Regions from separate parts of the Mus musculus genome. Here all the other regions are linked to region 3. The links are chromatin contacts, called in public HiCAR-type and promoter capture Hi-C maps. All regions are on one chromosome and are shown on one strand. Each heading gives the region's core, a stretch centred on a gene start, on an enhancer-like site or on the middle of the called end of the contact. The rest is flanking DNA. Distances are from core to core; before and after follow the strand shown. Region 1 holds the start of Papolg (poly(A) polymerase gamma). Region 2 holds the start of Pus10 (pseudouridylate synthase 10). Region 3 holds the start of 5730522E02Rik (RIKEN cDNA 5730522E02 gene). Region 4 has its middle 83 kb from the start of Papolg. Region 5 holds the start of Ppp4r3b (protein phosphatase 4 regulatory subunit 3B).

What was found. Promoter capture Hi-C pulls out the DNA fragments that hold promoters and counts their contacts. HiCAR-type assays count read pairs that join an accessible place to other places.
Region 1: a contact with region 3 is called in a HiCAR-type map of astrocytes, with 9 times the contacts expected there. The contact joins the promoter of Papolg here to the promoter of 5730522E02Rik in region 3. A contact is called at or near these places in 8 of 39 promoter capture datasets (cranial neural crest, embryonic stem cells, frontonasal cranial neural crest and 4 more) and 1 of 115 datasets of contacts at active chromatin or transcription factors (astrocytes).
Region 2: a contact with region 3 is called in a promoter capture Hi-C map of embryonic stem cells, with 9 times the contacts expected there. The contact joins the promoter of Pus10 here to the promoter of 5730522E02Rik in region 3. A contact is called at or near these places in 5 of 39 promoter capture datasets (cranial neural crest, embryonic stem cells, hippocampal neurons and 2 more).
Region 4: a promoter capture Hi-C map of hippocampal neurons shows a contact between it and region 3, with 17 times the contacts expected there. The contact joins the enhancer-like site here to the promoter of 5730522E02Rik in region 3. A contact is called at or near these places in 5 of 39 promoter capture datasets (cranial neural crest, hippocampal neurons, liver and 2 more), 1 of 15 datasets of contacts at CTCF or cohesin (large pre-B cells), 2 of 484 Hi-C or Micro-C datasets (both in cortical neurons) and 2 of 115 datasets of contacts at active chromatin or transcription factors (astrocytes and bone marrow-derived dendritic cells).
Region 5: a contact with region 3 is called in a promoter capture Hi-C map of hippocampal neurons, with 2.8 times the contacts expected there. The contact joins the promoter of Ppp4r3b here to the promoter of 5730522E02Rik in region 3. A contact is called at or near these places in 2 of 39 promoter capture datasets (hippocampal neurons and liver).

What each region holds. Positions count from the first base shown.
Region 1 is chr11:23,894,012-23,896,711 of GRCm38.p6, forward strand. Papolg (poly(A) polymerase gamma) reads right to left here and starts at 1,259. Exons shown (of 22, transcript NM_172555.2): 1 at 1,011-1,259. The coding sequence starts at 1,027. Gm12061 (a long non-coding RNA gene) reads left to right here and starts at 241. Exons shown (of 4, transcript XR_872317.3): 1 at 241-434; 2 at 752-849.
Region 2 is chr11:23,664,644-23,667,343 of GRCm38.p6, forward strand. Pus10 (pseudouridylate synthase 10) reads left to right here and starts at 1,349. Exons shown (of 18, transcript NM_028304.3): 1 at 1,349-1,810; 2 at 2,635-2,700. The coding sequence starts at 2,646. It overlaps Pex13 (peroxisomal biogenesis factor 13), which reads right to left and starts at 1,240. Exons shown (of 4, transcript NM_023651.5): 1 at 1,104-1,240. The coding sequence starts at 1,201.
Region 3 is chr11:26,209,131-26,211,830 of GRCm38.p6, forward strand. 5730522E02Rik (RIKEN cDNA 5730522E02 gene) reads right to left here and starts at 1,446. Exons shown (of 6, transcript NR_027973.1): 1 at 1,361-1,446.
Region 4 is chr11:23,977,268-23,979,967 of GRCm38.p6, forward strand. No RefSeq gene overlaps it. Among named protein-coding and RNA genes, the nearest start is that of Papolg, 83 kb to the left of the region's middle. Within about 2 kb of position 1,259, at least 17 of the 459 cell types and tissues checked have an H3K27ac peak or open chromatin away from gene starts, as enhancers often do. A contact at or near this core is called in cortical neurons and hippocampal neurons, where this site is marked.
Region 5 is chr11:29,171,631-29,174,330 of GRCm38.p6, forward strand. Ppp4r3b (protein phosphatase 4 regulatory subunit 3B) reads left to right here and starts at 1,346. Exons shown (of 16, transcript NM_134034.3): 1 at 1,346-1,817. The coding sequence starts at 1,676.

The DNA of each region.
Region 1 (2,700 bases), core at 9-2,508, 2.3 Mb before region 3:
GAATACATTAGTTAATAAAAAATAACTAATAATGAAAATATTAACATAGCAAAAGGTCAGAGAGATCATGTTCTAAAGAACCAGTCTACAGAGTAGTAACTGATAATAAATACCCTATAAACAGTTTAAAACAGGTACACAGTTTTTATGGATACAGGGATAGGTACTATCAACATTAAAAATGCAGTAACAAGAAACACCAAACTCAGTGCTCTGGGGCCTTGGAAGAGCGTCGTGAATGCAATCAGAGAAAGGATAGGCGAGTCTTCAGATGTATTGGAATGCTCGACTTCTTTTCAAGAAAGAAAGGTTAAAGAGCTAAGAACACACCCCATGTTAGTCTTAGGGAAAAATGGGTGGTGGCTACACAAATGGTGTTTTGTATTTCTGTGCATTTTTCTGTACGTTGAAATTATTTCCGGATAAAGTGAAAGGTAAGAAATTCTAATAAATTCTTGACAAGTACAGAAACTGCTTCCGACTTATCAAAGTGTGAGCAGGGGATAGATACAGCCCGGTAGATATTGTGGGTCGGTGGGAAGGAACGGGGTAGAGGGTTTAGCCTTTCTCATGGAGCAACCGCAAACCTAGGGGCTCCGCTAGGTCAGTCCCTCTCCGAAAGACCTGAAAGATAGCGGGTCCGGCCGGGAGGAGGGGAGGCAGGGGGATGGTATTTGCGCCAATGCAGACAGAATAGACGGGCTCAGACACGGCTGGGGCAGGAGAGTGACCGACCGTTTTTTCTCCTCAGCCACACGCGCCTTTCCCCCTCATCCTGGTCTGGGGGCGTCCTCAGAGGCGGGCGGCGGGGGGCTGACGGCGACTCCCGAATCCCCGCCGGGCGGCCAGGTGAGTCCCGGGTAGGGGAGATGCCCTTGCGGAGTGGAGGGCAGCGGAAAGCAGAGGTCCCGGCCGGCTGCGCAGGGTGCCAGGCGCAGGGGCTGGAAGCCGGGGCTGCCCACCTCAGCGCACCTCTCTCCACCTCGCCCTCAACCGCCGCCCCCACTTACGCAGACATCTCTTTCATCGCTTCCTGCGTCTCTCTCCAGCGAGTGTCTTTCGCTTTGGGGTCCTGTTCTTGCCCTCTCTTCCTTCCTCTGTCCAATTCCCTTCGCTCGCTTGTAGCTCGCTCACTTCCCCACTCTCTACAGCCGAGGCATTCAACCGAGTAGTGAAAACACCACAAAACCGGCTCTATTTATGACAATACAGCGCGGCCACCGCCAATATGGCGCTACTTCCCAGGCTGCCTCTCGCCTTCCGCGGCTCCGCCCTGCAGCCCTGGGCCCGCCCTCGGGCACACCCCCACCCAGCCTTGAGTTCCCGGGACCCGCCCACCTCAGCGGACTTGCAGCAAAAGCATCTGTCAGAGTGTCAGGTCTCCCTGGTCTGTGGGATTGTCAATTCAGGCAAACCTCTGGGAAGGTTATTTGTCAATTTCCCCTTGTTTCTGCAATAAAAGCATCTAGAAAAAAAACCACCGCTTTCCCTAACACCATTTTAACTCTTCCGTTATCCCACATCTTAAAGTCATAGACTTAATAAGTACACATTGAGAAGATTTTTGTCACCGAGGGTCACACCCAAGAAGGTGCGACTTTAACACAACCAATCCAGGGAAGAAAGCTTATAAATAAATCAGCTTAACTTGTATTCTTTTCCCTCGGAGTACCACCTCCAAGTCCCAATTTATGACTTTGTGGCATTTAGCTGAGATGTTGAACATAATTGCTACTAGTTAGCCGTAAGATAAACCCAAGGATTTCCACCGCTCTGCCCCCAAACCTCACATTTTCAAATAGTGAAAATCATGTTCTGTGTGATTATGACGGTGAAAATGAGGGAGAAAATGACCAATGTTTAAATGTTAAAGGATAAAAGTAATTTCAAACCCTGTCTTTTTCTCCCAAGAGTCAAGCACGGTTGTTTGGGGAATGAGACTCAGTCACGGGAAAGGAGGTTACTTTCTGAATTATTCATTTATTCACTCAAAGTATTTATTGAAAATCTGGTCTGTCAGTTTGTTTATGCTCCATGTTTGATGCATAAAAGCAGGTCTGTGGTTTGACCTGAGCAAGTTCAGAGTTTTCCCATCAAAAGGTGGAGAAAAACTTCAAATATGAGTGATATTCTGCTGCTGCAGAAGTATGTATTACACACTGTAGGAACTAGATTCGTATCCTCAAGAGTTTATTGCGAGTGGATGAGAAAATATATATATACACTATTTAAATACAGATGGGGTCCAGTTGTCATTGGGGGACCAAAAGAGGACCATCTAAACATGGAGGAAAGTCACTAATAGCTTCCTAAAAGAGAGGATTCTGTATATTAGCAGGATTTGGGAGTACAGATTTTGGTAGGTTATGAGAAGACAAAATGGAGCTCAGGAGGTCGCTAGACTGGGATTTGATTCGAAGCAGACCCACCTTTGTTATTTGCTAGCTTTGTGACTTCTAGAACTTTAAAATAAAGTTTACGTTAACCTTGAACTTTTTCTTTAAGAAAAAAATGTAAAGTACACTTACTTTAGCCTGCAGGGAGTCAGAGGATGACTTCTAGAGTCTGTTCTGTTCTCCCTTTTCACCATTTCAGTCGCTGGGATCAAAATTGATTCCTCAGACTTGGCAGCAAACAGCTTTATCCACTGAGCCTTATTCACAGTCCCAATTTTAAACGTTAAAAATACTTTGATATGCG
Region 2 (2,700 bases), core at 99-2,598, 2.5 Mb before region 3:
TAAAAAAAGGAAGCTAAGTAGGTTCATTTAAAAATGCAAGATAAGTTCAACATTAATGGAATAACCCATAATTGCATACCATTAGTAAAACAAATATAAACAGGTACAGAAAACAATCATAAAATTTAAGGCACATACAACAAAACAACAACAAACCCAGAAGGCTAAGTAATGTTCAGAGAAGTTTAACGGGATAGCAAAGAACACACTTAGAAACATTCTAATGAAAGTATCACCAATAAGTGTTGCTTTAACACGAAAAATACAGCTTATCACTCTAATTGTATCTATTAGTTACTGTGCCCAAGTGTTTTAGTACTTTTAAAAGAGCACCAGATTTTCCAATAAGAGAAAAGTACTCCAACGTACAGAGATTTTTACGCGCCAGGAAAACGTACAAACTTGCTCTGAAATCATGTCGCCTGGATTAAGGTATCTATTTATCCAAAGAAAACACAGGTTCCTGAAACTCTAATTCTGTTTTAAATTTTTAAAAGTTGCAGACCCATTTGTTACTGATTTAAATCAAAGCAAATAAAAACTTTATAGGCCTTAGACGACAGTCACACACACAATTTTGTACACAAAGGCTACCCACAGACCTCGAATTCCTGTCTTAGAATTCTTTCAACCCTCAACCTAAACGTTAAGTTATGCTAGAAAAGAAAGCCAAGGGTAAGAGCTTGGATTCCATGTTGCGTAAACGTGACCTTTGGGTCGTTCAACCAACTTCTGGAGAGGCTGTAAAGCTTTTCCATGACTTTTGCTCTCTATCCTTGTCCTGGCTGGGCCAACGTCGCGCTCGGCAGCAGACCCAAGCTCGTCGCTTTGAAGCGGGTCAGGCTGTCCCGCCCCCCCATGTCCCGCAAAAGCGAAAAGGCAGGGAAGCGCCGCTTTTCTTTCTAGCTCCTGCATCCGTGGGGCCGGCGGGGCGCCCGGGGGAAGAACGGGCGGTCGTACAGCCAGCAGACTCCAGACCCGCTCTGCACTCGCCCCGGGCCGGCAGCGGGAAGCGACGCCTCCCCCCAATAACGGCTTCAACCGCCTCCTGCCAAGTCCCCGCTCTGGCCTCCAAAGTCGCGGCCCAAACACCTCACACTCACTGGTAAGTGGGGCCGGGGCCGGAGCCCGGCCCGGGGCCGGCCCCGGGAATTCTGCGAGACTCCCAGGGTTTGGGGGGCGGCGGCGGCTGGGAGGCCATCTCTCCGCCAGCTCCGCTCCGGCTCAGGGAAGCGACTGCGACGGCTGGGTGAAGGAGCGCCTCGCTTGCCAGGCACGACAGGCAGAACACCGAGCCCTCCGCCCCGCCCACGCCTGACGTCAGGCCAAGGCGTGTGGTCAGGCGAAGCTGGAGGAAGGAGGAAGGGAACAGCTAATTTGCTGGGGTGTGGGAGGGGGTCGGGAGTCGGGAGAGCGGGACGTCCCTCTTTCTTTTCCCTAGTCTGGGTTTCAAATTTGAGTAGGGGCTCATCGACGTTTCTGGCAGCAGCTACTACGACCTAGGTGCCGAGTCCGTCGGAGGCTCCTTTGCCGGCCGACCCTTTAAGGCTAGCAGTAAAGCCCCTCGCAGTCTTTCGTTCGTAGAGCTAGGGGGAGTGCAGGCTGCCAGGCGGACAGCCTTACAGGTCACCGTGTAAGACGAGGGGGTTCCTGCATTCCTCTCGTGAGGGGCCTGGTACTTTCGTTGTAAAGCTCTGGTTTTCTTGGGGAACACAACGGCTGAGCGCAGTAGGTGCGCTGTCTTTACTCTTCCCCGTTCCCACCCAGGGCCGAAAAGGGTTAAGACTCGGCTGCGGCATCTTGGGAGAAGGTAAGGCCTAGGAAGTACGAGGTGAGGGGTTAGGGACTGGGTGTCGAAGAGGCGTAGCTGCAGTCCCTTTTGTTTGTTAGTCAGGTGGAGTGAGTGGTAAGTTTCTAGAACCTCAGCACATAGAGTTAAGGGCTTGTTTGGCCAGAACAGAGCTTTCCCCTTACCTTTCCCCTACTCCCATGCCAGAGGACGAACTATGCCTGTGCAGGAGGAAATGCATTAAAAAAGATCTTATGGTGTGAAACTCAAGACTGTTTCAGCTACCCCCCTCTCCCCCGCTGGCTTTGATTCTCTATTTAGCCTAGGTTAGCTTTGAACTCATGGAGATCTTCTTGTTTCTTGTGTACTGAAATTATAAGCGTGAGCGCTTACACCTGGCAAGAAGATGCATTTTTACATAATTATTTCCAACTCCTCATAGACTCTTTACTTAACATTAAATTAATAGGTTAAGTGAACTGATAGACGGGATTATGAAACTGAAATAAATACTTGGCCACATGGAGTTTCTTGATTTTTTTTTCTTTAATAGAGTATATTCCCATATTGTAAGTACTTCCTTGAAAGGTTTACACAGGCAACCCTGAGTGGTCCCAAGTCCCGGAATCGGAAAGTTTTTAATGTCATGTCCAGAGCAAGCTTGTCTTTCTTTGTTCCTCTCCCCTGTAATCCACATACTCACTTAGTCAAGTTCATATTTTAGAATATAGATATGACAAGCAGTATTTGAAGGGTACAAAATAGAATTTTTCAAATGAAAGCTTTTCTTTTTAAGGACATAAATACAGCACGTAGCTGTAGAATACTGAAAGTGCTCATTTTAGTTTCTTCTAGTATGCTTCCACTGACTGAGGAGAACAAGCACGTGGCACAGCTGTTGTTCAGTTCTG
Region 3 (2,700 bases), core at 196-2,695:
GGGAAGTAAATCTTGCTTTATCAAAAAAGAACTGACTTTGGCTGAAGCATGCATGGTTGCTTTGTTCAACCTTTATATGATTTTTGCAAGTTAATCTATTAAATGAGTATCAATTAGAATTTTTGCCACCTTCAAGAGAAAAGGGGGGGGGGATTAGACTATGTCTTATTCCAGATGGGCCAGCAAGAAGTGTAATAAAAATTATGATTAGACACTTTATGGCTTGGAGTATAGCTCAGGGGTGGAGGAGCACTTGAGTAGTATGCACAAGGCCCTGGGTTCAATCCCCAGCAAAAATAAATGATTAATTCCATTGGATCTTATTTGTTAAAAAAAAAAAAAAACTATATGCAATTGCAATAACAATACAAGACTATTTTAACGTCATCAGCATTTTCTTTCTGGATGATAAAGCAATTCACTGTTCCATAATCTGCAGAGTAACCTGTCAGCAGTGAGATGTCAGACTCAAAAGACACATAGAAGCAAACAGATGCCCTTCTCTGCCCAGCAGACACCATCCGCTGTCATTTCTCCCCCAAACAGGACAGAGATAGGCACAGGATTAACTAAGGTCCCGAAAAGGCTGAACAAGTAAAAGGAAAAAGGCAAACAACTGGACCCACTAAACATTAAATGGGGTCTGTGGACAGGAAAATTGAGAGCTTGACAGACCCAAGGATTGCTTTTTATCTCTAAACAGGAGATATGTCAGCTATACGCACGGTGCTTGAAGGATTCCTTAAAGAAAACCCTCTTTTCTGAGAACAGAGAGCCTCTCCGTTGTTGGTGACAGCGCCTTGTATGTTTCCCTACCTGTCGCCTTTGTTTTCCTATCTTCTAAAAGGGCTGCACCAACCTCCTCACAAAGACACTAGCCTAAGAGCCTGGGCAGGAGCAAGAGTTATGTCCCTTGGTTGGAAAAGTGAACCCTGGGGCCACAGAGGCGAGGGTGCAGAGTCCTTCTTTGGTTGGCCAGTGGGCGGTGACTGCTTGCACCCACTCAGGCCCGAGGCCAGTTTGGGGGACGCGAGGGAAATAGGGGAAGCGAGGGGGCCAGATTAGGGACGGGAGGCGGGGATCAGGCCAGAGGGAGGCCGCCGTGGGGGCGGCGAGCCGAGGGGTGCAGGCACCCTGCGCGTACAGCGGCGCTCAGCGGGCTCCGGGCCACAGCTCGGGGCGGCGGGGACGGCGGAACAGCAGGGGCAGGCGAGCCCCTGCGGAGGCGGAGGGCCCAGGGCGCCCGCGGTCGCAGGGCCTCGCGGCGGCGGCGCCAGCTGCGCGGGGCGGAGGCGGGGGCGGCGCGGGGGCGCGGGCGGCGGGAGCGAGCGCGGAGGCCGCGTGGCGCCGCGTCACTTACCGGCCAGGGCGCGGGGCGGTCGCCGAGTCCTCGGGGCGCGCAGCCCGGTGTGCTCGCTCCGCCATGATTGCTTTGTTTCGCTAATTGAACCCGCGCTCGTCCCGCGCTCGCGCTCCCCGCTGCCCGGTCCCCGCGCTCGCTCGCGCCGATTTGTCTGTCTTTCCCTCTCGGTCTGTTCGGCTCTGCTGCGGCTAGCTGTGGAAGGCGAAGTTGCGGGTGCACGGTGCGGGGAACGCGGTGGTGGGTTTGTAAATACAGGTGAGGCGATCCCCAAATCTCGGCTGAGGTGTACTTGCTGGGGGTGGGGGTGGGTGCTTCTCACCCTCCCCCACGCAGGAGAGTAGCCTCCGTGGAAAGTGCCAGAACATGTACCTCTGCTCACCCCTTTCTTCCCGCCAAATTCTTAGCCACCCAAGTTCTCTGGCACATATGGACTCCACAGGAACTATCTACGTTTACTTCGAAAACCTCAAATATAAGTCCTGTCAGGCTATGGAAGGACTGCTGAACCAAGGGGCATATGGTCACTCCAAGTGACCTTCTGGAGCTACTTCAACTCCACCAAAACAAAACAAAACAAAATTCAAACTAGACCATGGGAAGTCCCACAGGAGCTTGAGGGCTCAGCTTGCCATTTCTGAAAGTACTAGTGCCTGGGACACTATTGTCCAAGTATAGAATGAGTTTAAAACTTTAGAAACATATGTTAGTATGGGAAGAAAAACTTAAGCCCATGTTCCATATCTGGTTAAGTGTGCATTAAATACTAGTTTTGACTATAGTTAATACAGACATTAGTTGGCTTAGAGTGATGTGATTTGGGGAAATAAATAAATAAATTTGGGGAAATAAATCTGAAAGAAATTTATGTCTAGGCTTATGGCCTCATTGAAAAGGCTAGTCTTCCATTCTCACTTCTATCCATACTACAATGTTGAGACCAAAACCTTTCAGTGTTCGAATTATTATCCATATCTTGCTGTAAAATCCACCTTTTATGTTATTCTTGTATCAGTCTCATTACAAAAAGTTACTGCCTTACCCATGTTTCTTTTTTTTTCTATAGAGGACTCAAAAATATCGCCCATAAGTTTGGATCAGACATTTACAGATAACATACAGATTATATGGGGACAAGAGCCATATCCAATCAAGACAAACAAATAATGTTTATTTGGTTAGTTGCTTTCCATGTCCTAACCCTATGATCAGTTAGTAGGCAGGTAAGCATTTGGACTAAAAGTAGATGAAATCATATTGTCAAGAAAGGAGAAAGCCCCCAGCACGCATTACGTTAATCCATTCTTTCAGAAAGATTCATCCCAAGTTGGAATCATTTT
Region 4 (2,700 bases), core at 9-2,508, 2.2 Mb before region 3:
GAGCTCACAGGAGATCTGTGGGGCCCTGGGGTGTTGCAATGTCACCCCGTCTGGGTATGTGACAGCCAGGATGTGGGATTTCGTGATTATTTTTGGTTTGGTTCAGTTTCTAGCCCAGAAGAAAGACTATATATAACACCGAGAGAGGCATAACTTCCAGATTGTCAAGGTTGGTGCTAATAGTGACTGATGTACTAATACATGTCCTATGGAACTGCAAGCGTGCAAGAGCCATGCTTGCGTGCTGGATGGGGGATAAATCTTCTGTTGTGTAATGGGAAAGAAAACTGGCAATGTAAATGCAGTCTTAATATTTTTTTTCAGCATTGCATGTGTGATTAGGCATTCAGTGACTTCCTCATCTAAGGAAATTCGACTTTAATGAGAGCTATGTAGCTAACTATTGAGGAGCATTGGAAAATGCTGGGGTGAGGGTGGGAAGGCATTGACTTTGAAGATGTATCGTGTCCTTGGCCTTCAAACAAACAAACAAACAACCCCCCCCCAACACCAACCTCCCAGATCTGTAGGCTCATATTCTCGATCCCTTAGATATTAAGCCAGAAACAGACTGGCCAGATGATCTTCATCTCATGTGTACACTGTGTTTTTGGTCATTTAAGATTTTCCCCACAAAGGGCTTTGTTTCAGGAATGCAGTATCTTAAGCATCTAAAAATGGCCTAGTTTGTGAAGTCATCTCAGGATTCTTGGAAATGAAAGCATATCCTTGGTGAATCCAGTTCACCATTTAAAGGGCTTCAAATGTGGAGTTTAAGCAAAGCACACGACCCAGCTCTACCTCCTGAGCGTCTAATGACCATGGGCAGAGCAGACTGAGATGACATCCATGCCATCTGTTTGGTAGGAATCAAGGCAGGAAAGGTATAAGAATTTAGACAGAAACCGAGTTTAAAAGCCAGAGATTGTGGACGGCTCTCAAGAGCAACCAGTCCATGGTCTCTCTGTCGTTCTGGGACAGTCTCTGAGGGTTCCCCTTCCTGGCTCATGCCCCTGCTTTTCTTTAGCATGTGTGTCTGTGTGGTTTCAACACATGAGGCTAAACAGCTAGTCTATTAGGAAAAGAAAATGTTCTAATCAGTAGTGACTAAAGAAATTGGTTTTGGAAAGAGACAGACCACACTCTTCCTTCCTTAGCACTTACAGTAAATATTTTGATCTGTCAGAAGGGGGCATTCTTGCTTTTCCAGACAAAAGCAACGGCAGTTTGAGTTTGTTCCCAAGCAGCCGTGGCAGAAGCAATCACAGTACAGCTCTTTGGGTGTCTAGATAGGGTGGGTGTGCTGTTCTGGGAGCACCCGTGCACGTGGACTCTGCCTATGTATGGTCATGGGCATCACCTGCGAGCCTGTTAGCCTGTTACCTAGGCTGGTAGGCCTAAAGCCAGACCAATTGTAACTAGATTCAAATTTACCAAGGTCGTAGATGGGCTATGGGCATCTTTAAATTTGAGAAGTGCAGCTTCAAAGTTTTATTTTCAGAATTTCTGAAGGTGTGTGTGTGTGTGTGTTGCAGGGGGTGGGGGGATGCAGGGCACGGGGTGGGGCAGGCAACCTGGTATTGCCAGAAGAAGTCATGGGCTTCCAAACCTAACCAGCCATCTCCAGTAGAAAAGGTGGCTAATCCTTGTATTAAACAAATTCCATGGGGGATAGCAGTCGTTGGTGAGGAGTACGGACACTAGAAGATACCTTTGTCTTCCTGCAAGGAATTCTTAATGGCTTTTTAAAAAGTTGTTTTGTTTTTGATCATGTTGCATAGCAGAGGCTATCCTCCACTGTGCAAGCCTTCCAGTGCTAGGACTATAGGCGTGCCTGGCTCATAAACAGAGCTAAAAAGCTGCTGTCCCCAAAACTCTACTCTTTTTTAAAAGATAGAGTCTCTTTTTCTAGACACACCACCCATTTATTTTCTTACTTGAAATTTATTTCCTTATAAATCTGTGTGTGTGTGTGTGTGTGTGTGTGTGTGTGTGTGTGTGTGTGTGTGTGTGTGGAGTGTTTGTGTGTGGAGGTCTGAGGATAATTTACAGGAATGGAATATGCTTTTCAGCTATGTGGGTTTAAGCTTGCTGTCTTTACCTGGTGGGCCATCTGTTCAGCCAATCACCACTATACTTAAACTTAAGATGCTAACAATAGGGGGAAGAGAATCAGAAAAGTGCGCAGGAAAAGCCATGCCAGCCAGGAGATGAATGCTGCTTGAGTTCACGGAATTACAGTGTGACCAGCAGAGGGCAGCAAAGTTCGCCCCGCTGCCAGGACCTGTGTAGCTTGGCAGAGAGAAACTGCTTCTTCAGGGACTTCATGGAGATGGTTGTGATTTCAGGTCTTCTTGGACTGTCAGGGGTGGGGGTTAGGGTGACAGAGACAGAGAGACAGAGAAGCATGGAGAAGAAGGGGCCAGGTGCGAACAGGAGCTAGTGCTCTCTAGATGAACCATTCAATTTAGTTGTTTTAGGTTTTCTGGAAGGCATATTTAACAACATAAACTGATAAAAATCAATTTTAATACTGTTTTTGGCTTTACCCAAAATATCTCAAATGTGACCATTTTAACATGAAGAGAATCTCCACAGTGTTCACCACACTGCCCTTTAGAGCGCTCTTTAGTGTGCATTTTTGACCTACAGCACATCTCAGTTTGAAGTAACCACATTTCCAGTACTTGGGGCTCACAG
Region 5 (2,700 bases), core at 96-2,595, 3.0 Mb after region 3:
CCTTGGGTGTCCTCTAACATTGGGCTAAAACACTGACTCTGGAAAGCTTTCTATGGCCTTCCCCAAACAAGTCATATTTTCCCTGGTTCAAAGTACATTTTGTCCATATCAGTCACAGATTATCAGGGACTTATGTATAGTGATTCACGTCCTTTTATCATAGGCAGAATCCTGTTACATACCATAGGCTGCAATTTCCATATGCAGTCGTTACAGGCAAATGACAGCAGACCAGGCTAATTTTCTTGGTCCCTCATACATTTAAAGAATCGCAATGATAGTTCAAATTTTGAAATCCTTTTCAATCAAGCGACTATGTACATAAGACACCCTTTTAAACATGAGTTGCCGCCTAACCTCGTCAAATCATAAGCACACTTTGACAAGCATGGTGATGACTACAACTCCCGAAATACACCGCGGGATCAACATGTGCACCTGCCCCGTGTTCACCTTTCAGGTTAGAGCCAAGAGTTGAGGGACCATATAAGAGAACGGAGAGGCGGCAGAACTACGCTGGGAGCGGATGCCTTCGGGCGAGCGTCACGCTCTGAGCGACGTTAACTTCACGCTGGAAACCGTTCTTGCGGCACATGAAGCTGAGAGCTCCCCGAGGATTGTGAGGCTGTACGCCTGTGCTTGCCTCGTCGCTGCCGCCGGTCTCTCTGAACCTTTTAATGGTCCGTGGTACCCGGCTAACGGAAGAACGCTTCGGCGGGAAATAGGAACTGTCAACGCGTTTGTGGAACATTAGATCGCCCACTGCTCATCGTGGCCATGGAACACCTTCCCGGCAGAAGCCTCGCAGATTCTATAACGGATTTTAGTGGGTGAAGGCTCGACCTCCCATCGTCTTCACGAATGACTCGAACACCCTCACCCCGTCTCAGTCCTTTTCGGGCTGTCAGCCTGAGTCCCTACACTTGGCTTCACTCTAGTCCTGTGCACGCATTCGGACTTCTCAGCCTGGCTCTGTTCTGCTGAGAGCAAGTCCAGAGTTGACAACCCGCCACATGACCAACATCAGCCCTACAAATCCCGAAGAACAACTCGGCAACTCCATCGCCAAGGCAACCTTCTACACACGCTTCCTCCCGGCGCAGGTAGAAAAGCTCGCGGGACTTCCCCGCCCAACTGAGATTCCCGAATCAGGAAGCGGGGCCGAAAGAGGAGGAAGTCCCTCCTTGGCCGGCTCACCTCGGCGGCGCACTCCTCGCGAGATCGCCGAGGTCTGACTCTCCGGAAGTGTGTTCGGAGGTAAAGGTACTGTGCGTTGGGCTCGTCGGCCGCCGTAGCCCCTGCTAGGGCAGCCCGTACGAACCTGCTGGAAGAGGAAGAGAAAGGCAGAGAGTCGGGTTACAAGATGGCGGATCTGTAGTAGTAACCGCGGCGGGCGGCGGCAGCGGGAGAGCGAGCGAGCTCCGGGACGCAAAAGGAAGGGAGAGTGGTTGTGCGCCGCGGTGAAGGGAGGGGTAGCGGAGACCACGAGCGGAGGGCTCTCGGTGGCTCTGGTCACCCCTTCTCGCGGCTAAACCTTTAGAGCCATGGTAAACTCGGGCCTCTCCAGAGTCGCTGCCACCACCGCCGCTGCCGCCACTACCGGCTCTCAAGAGTGAGGGATACCGGCGAGGTGAGCGAGGAGGTGGCGGCTGGAACGGTGGGGCCAGAAGCCACCATGTCGGATACACGGAGGCGAGTGAAGGTCTATACCCTTAACGAAGACCGGCAATGGGACGACCGAGGCACCGGGCACGTCTCCTCCACTTACGTAGAGGAGCTCAAGGGGATGTCGCTGCTGGTTCGTGCCGAGTCCGACGGTAAGGGTATTGGAACGGTGGGGTAGGGGATAGTGCATCGGTTGCGGCACAACCTGAGGGTTAAGCGCTGCGCTCCGGTACTGTATTCTGACTAGCACCACTAGGGACAGCGCATTGGTCTTGAGCCTGCCCTTCTTTACGATAAAAACAAACTGCTGGGCCTGGATTTACTCTCTGTCAGACGTGAACTCGCAGTTCTCCGCCTCCATCCCTATTGAGGATTTGACTCCTTCTCCCCCCCCCCCCACCCCCCCATCCCAACCCGGTAGTTGAGGTTTAGAATGTATGAGTGGGAAGTCAGTAGAAGACCAGGTAGGAATATCGCCCATGAGATGACCCCCGACTCCCGAGCCGCTTTAGGTACAGTCCTGTCGGTTGTACCTATGTAGCATAAAAGGTTTAGAGAAACTCTGCCTTAAAAACAAGTTTCAGTTGTTCCAATCGCCAGGTGCTGGGGAAAACTAAAACGGACTTTCTCTTGGAGTTACTACAGACTGTTGCCACGAAACACACAAGCACGTACATATTTATTGATTGATCCCTCCAAGGCTGCCGTTGTAGGGAGTGAAAAAGTGGGTTCCACAATCTCGGCAAGTTAGAAAACTAAAGCGGACTGTGAAGTTGTATTTGTTGATTGCAGAATTCATAGAAACCATTTTAATATTAAAAACTGACAGCCATAATAAAAAAGCTACTACTTATATATACTCAAGAGCTGCCCAACTGGAACAGCTAATGCATTCAAGAAATAAAAGAATAGCAATCTTAGATCATTTTGGGCAAATGTTGTACTAGTGCAGAGTCCCTCATTAGGAGTTAAGAGGCATTTATTTCTACATTATGAAGAGGAGGGTTTGTCAAAGGAAAAGGATAAATATCATTT